2 separate regions of the Sus scrofa genome follow, and region 1 is linked to region 2. A link is a contact called in public Hi-C data. All regions are on one chromosome and are shown on one strand. Each heading gives the region's core, a stretch centred on a gene start, on an enhancer-like site or on the middle of the called end of the contact. The rest is flanking DNA. Distances are from core to core; before and after follow the strand shown. Region 1 has its middle 240 kb from the start of MREG. Region 2 overlaps FN1 (fibronectin).

Region 1 (2,700 bases), core at 134-2,633, 320 kb before region 2:
GCCAAACGTGATGGTATGAGGAGGTGGGGCTTTAGGAGGGGATTAGATCATGAGGGAGGAGCCCTCATGAATGGAATTAGTACCCTTATAAGAGGAGACTCTAGGGAGCTTGCTTCCTCTCTCTGCTCTCTGCAAGAAGATGGTCATTTGCAAACCAGAAAGAGAGTCCTCACCAGAACCCAAGCACCTGGCACCCTGGTCCTGGACTCCAGATGTTTGTTGTTTAAGCCACCCAATCTATGATATTTTTGTTCTAGCGGTCCAAACTGACTAAGGCACCTCCTAACACAGGAGCGTTGATGGTGCAACTCGTAATAATTTAACACTTTGCCTTCATCCACCCCTCAGCATGAAAATGCAATATGCAGGGGATGAAGAGATGGGGGATGATTTATGTTTACTTTCTTTCCTTCTTATAGCCACTCACAGTTTTACCAAATACAGCTTGAAAAAAAGTAAATTTATGAAGCTCACCAGTAAAGGTGAATTAAAAGGGAAAGAGAGGGAGTTCCCACATCAGTGCAGTGGGTTAAGGATCCAGCTGTGTTTCTGTAGCAGCTTGGGTTGCTGTGGAGGCAAGTGTTCAATCCTTGACCTACTGCAGTGGGTTAAGGATCTGGCATTTCCGCAGCTGTGGTATAGGTCACTGCTGTGGCTTAAATTTGACCCCTAGTCTCCATCCCTGGACTGAGAACTTCCATTTGCCATGGGTACAGCCATAAATACATAAATTAATTAAATAAAGAGGGAAGAAAGAAGACATTTTTATTTCTTTCGTGAGGTCTGGTGACAAACTCTTTTGACCTTACACTGAATCCCTAAATTATTTCTATTCTACAATTGCCTCAGTTCCCTCTACCTGCCCCTTCCCCTCACCAACCACAGCTAAAATCTGGGGATGCACATGCTGATAAACCTAGTCCTGGGGCCCTCATAGAAATAGTCATTAAGAATTACCTCTCCCTTTGCCAACTGCTAAATGAACCAGTCATGGTGTATACTGGGACCAGATTGCAGATCTGTCTCAGAATGCACGGCTAATCCTCTCCTTCCTCCCATGGATAGGCCGACACGTCCAGGCTCTCCTTTCTGAATGTTAGTCTTAGCCCATCAGAAGCATGCACCCTACAAGAATTATAGCTTTATCCTTGATCTTGGGGAACCCCAGTCATATCCTGTCAAGAGGGTAACCGAGCAGAGGGATGGGAGAGGGTACTAAAGAGAGGATAGGACTGGGATAGTTAATCTATAATCTATCATAAGATTTGACCAAGCATCTCCAGGTGTGTGATTAATTCCTTTAAGCTGGAGAGATATGGGAAAGCTGATTACATACTGGGTTTCCATTTGGCCTATTGCTTACTGAGCAATAGGTCAAGCCCCGTTTAGCTGACCTTTGGAAGATCTTTCTTCCTGGAGGGCCAGTCCAGCAGGTAGGAAGCAGTGTTTAGAGACTGGCAAGTGTGACTTGGGGTTTCTGTCTCCATCTGATCTACATATTGGTAATATTTGTGAGTCAGAAAGTTAGGAAATTCCCATGTGCTTCATTTTTATCTGTCTTGGACTAGATTTGTGAGTTGCCATGAAGAAACTGACCAACCAATACAGTTCTCCCTCTCCTCCCCCCCACATGCTGCTACGTGCAGGACGAGGGCTGCAGGCTGATGTCAGTGCCCCTTCCTCTGACCTACTTCATGCTTCCCTGATGCCCTTTCTTCTTGGCAGCTCAGCGGCTGAGCAGAGGCCCCAGGCCTGTGACATTGTGGCACAAAATGCTGGGAAATCACAGTGAGAGCCCTGGCTGCCTTGTCCCCAGAACCCTGCCTACAACCTTAGCCTGACCCTCCAGGCTCCTGGTCCAGACTCACCCCTCATTGGGAAATTGAGTCCAGCATGGCAGGCCATGCACTATGAATCCCCCTGCTCTAACCTGATGCTCCGATTCTGGTAACTTGGCTTCTGCATTGACCTGTGACTCAACTGAGTCATTGTGTTGTCACTCTGGAGTTCTTTCTCTGCCCTGAGTCTCAGTTTGTTTAAGCCTAAGGTCATTCCTCTGAACTTTAGTTTCTTGGCTAAAACTTCATATGTAGCTTCCAGACTTCCCCTATTTTGATCATCATCCAAATAGGCTACTTGGTTCTGAACTTGTGTTTTGCCTTTTGCTTGGTGCTCATCTGCTTATCCATCAAGGCTGCTGCCTCCCCAGGCTCACTCTCCCCAGATCTGACCCCCCCTTTTCACTTAGGTGAACCTCCCAAGTTGCCATTGTATGGGAAACCTACAGATGGGGAGGGTCGTTGTTTACTAGCTCTAATTCTTGTTTATTTAAAAAAAATTTATCTAAGTATAGTTGATTTATAATCTTGTGTTAGTATCTGCTGCATAGGAAAAGGTCTCAGTTATATCTAGATATTCTTTTCCGTCATGGTTTATCACAGGATATCGAATATAGTTCCTTGTGCTATACAATAAGACCTTGCTGTTTATCCATTCTAGGTATAATAGTTTGCCTCTGTTTTTAATTATTTATTTTATTGAAGTATAATTGATGTATAATGTATTAATTTCTGCTGTATAACAAAGTGACTCTTTTTCGTATTCTTTTCCATTATGGTTTATCACAGGATATTGACTATAGCTCCCCATTCTACTAGATCCAATTCTTATACTCTACCATTTGCCCTGCTTCTGGGGGGA
Region 2 (2,700 bases), core at 38-2,537:
CAGCATAAGGTAGGTGTTCGCTCAACATTTCATGCAGGCCCTCTTTGTGCTAAAATGGCCATATGTTTGATCAATAGGAGTCGGGAACAAAGTACCCTGGGTCAAGAGTTGAGTAACTTGGTCAATTCTCTGCCCACACAGTTCAAATACTCGAGAATGTTTATTGCCGGGTTTTTTTTAGGTCACGGAACATAATGTCTAGCTGGAGGTACTATTCATTTTAGAAAAAAAGTTTTTGCATTTAAGTTTGGCTGGTTAGTTACAATAAGATGGGTAGAATTATGAAACTCTAACTTTTAGGCATTAGTTATCTGAGCAATTACTGAGGTCAAAGCCTCCTGGACCTCTGAATCTGCTATGACGGAAATCAAGATTAAGTCCCTCCTTCCCTAAGTGATAAGAGATTCACTATCAAAGGGAACAAGATATGGACCAACAGGGCCCACAGCAGTGTTTATCAAGACATGAGTTCCAGTTCTGTACATGCTGCTACAGAGATTCAGGTCAAGCTTCACTAATTATTTCCTTCTCTGAAAATGGGAGATGGTAGTTGATTACCTTTAAAGTTCCTTCCAGCAGTAACAAACTAACAATCTGGCATCCTAAATACCAACTACCCAGATACCCTTTCTGAACTTTGAAGAGACCCTCCTTTCCCCAGCCCTCAGACACTGCCTGGGCCACAGAAGATGACTCTGCTTTAACAGGTTCATGGTACAGGTTGACCTGGCGCTTAAATTGTATTTCATGGTGGATTTGAGTATAAAAATCACTTAAAATAATTTTTCATTTAATAATTTTAAAAAATCTGATTGCAGAAAGTATATAGTTGAGGTTTTTTTTCTTTAAGGATGCTTCCAAAGGATAGATACCTCTAAAGAAATCCCCTCTAGCGTCTATGTTAATGGCTGTTATTGATGTAGTGTTGGTTTTAAGAGATCTCAATGAATTAGAGAGAACTTCTTTTTCTCTCTCTTTTAAGGTAAGCCTGTTCATGTAGCTGCTTGCTGGCAGCCTTTCGGTAGACATGCCAGAGATGAAATGAAATGCAGATGGGGGGGAGTCCTTCTGTGTTGGAGTTATCTAGGTTGACCTTGTTCCTACTCCTTTAAAAGGGTAACAGTAAAGCCCTTTGAGCAGAGAGGAACTTTAGGGGAGAGGAAATTGGCCTCCATAGGCAGTCTGATACTTATCTGTAAGTTTGGTTTGCTCAATGGCTGCTGCCTAGCTTGTGAGGCTTTAAGAGTAAAAGAGTGACAAAGAACAGAATACCAATAGGTCATCTCTGAGCCTTGCCCTGTTTGTTCCTCCAACAGAGGACCTGATGGAGTTGTTCAAACTAACTGAAGATAAGAGGCATTTGGTTTGTCAATAAACAACTAGGAAAGCATAGATCTCAGCAAACTAAATAAAAAAAAAAAAAAAAAAAGGACTGAGTCACAAACTCATAAATGTTTAACTTCTCCAGGGTCACCATTACTGGAAATTAGTTATTTGGGCCTTATTTCCAACAGGTCTTAAAAATATAGACATTGTATTATATCTTTACTTAACTGTTATTGTTAGTCTCATCATTTTGAATAAGAGGAATAAAGTTTTCACAATGGTGAATCATTGCTCTCAGGTTATTTTAAAAAGTCTTACCAACTAACCAATATGAAAATGATTATTAAGATTTTGAATCTAGGTGCTCCTGTCGTGGCTCAGTGGAAATGAATCTGACTAGAATCCATGAGGACACAGGTTTGATCCCTGGCCTCGATCACTGGGTTAAGGATCCAGCATTGCCATGAGCTGTAGTGTAGGTCACAGATGTGACTCAGATCCCACGTTGCTGTGGCTATGGCACAGGCCAACAGCTGTAGCTCCAATTCAACCCCTATCCTGGGAATTTCCGTATGCTGCAGGTGCAGCCCTAAAAAGACCAAAAAAAAAAAAAAAAAAAAAAAAAAAAAGATTTTGAATCTAAATAATGTAAGTGATATCATTTCAGATTTCTTGTCTTTAAATCACATGTAGCAAAAGCAAAGTGGGATGATAGTTGAGATTTAATTGACCTTACAAATAATGGTCACAGTTTCTTTACTTTCTGGACAAAAATATGCTACATGCGCAACATCCCCACGGCTGTTTAGTGCACTTCTCTTAAAGATGAGCTAGGGCTCAAGACTACAATTGAAAACATAGGATTTCAAGCCAGCACTTGAAGTTTTAGACAGAAGAAAAGCTTCTGTAGTTTCTATTACTGAGTAAATACCGCTAAGTCACCTGTTTCTTTTCCTCTCCTCTCCTTTACTATCCTCGTCCTGTGGCCTCAATAGCAGGATTAAGCTTAACAGAAGGCAGTAAAGGTCATTTGTGCTCTCGTTCTAAAACTTATCTTAATAGACATTTAACTGTCATAATTTTTTAAAAGACTTTAGAGCAGTTGTAGCCTCACAGCAAAACTGAAAGAAGATGTAGAGATTTCAAATGTACCCCCAACCCCCACACACGCGCAGTCGCCCCTAACAGCAACATCCCTACTGGAGTGGGGCATCTGTTACAGTCGATGGACCTGTATTCACACTTTCTCCCTCAAAGTCCATGGTTTACATTAGGGATGACTCTTGATGTTGTACATTCTGTGGCATCATAAACTTTTCCCCCTAAAAATCATGGTCGCCAAAGTAAATAAAACACGTCAGGTATTTCTTTACA

Evidence for each region. Hi-C and Micro-C count contacts between places; a contact is called where the count stands out from the background.
Region 1: a contact with region 2 is called in a Hi-C map of liver, with 2.8 times the contacts expected there. The contact joins two enhancer-like sites. A contact is called at or near these places in 3 of 47 Hi-C or Micro-C datasets (liver and skeletal muscle).

Annotation. Positions count from the first base shown.
Region 1 is chr15:118,035,669-118,038,368 of Sscrofa11.1, reverse strand. No RefSeq gene overlaps it. Among named protein-coding and RNA genes, the nearest start is that of MREG, 240 kb to the left of the region's middle. Within about 2 kb of position 1,383, at least 2 of the 83 cell types and tissues checked have an H3K27ac peak or open chromatin away from gene starts, as enhancers often do. A contact at or near this core is called in liver, where this site is marked.
Region 2 is chr15:117,710,733-117,713,432 of Sscrofa11.1, reverse strand. All of the region lies in intron 15 of FN1 (fibronectin), which reads left to right. Among named protein-coding and RNA genes, the nearest start is that of FN1, 25 kb to the left of the region's middle. Within about 2 kb of position 1,287, at least 5 of the 83 cell types and tissues checked have an H3K27ac peak or open chromatin away from gene starts, as enhancers often do. A contact at or near this core is called in liver, where this site is marked.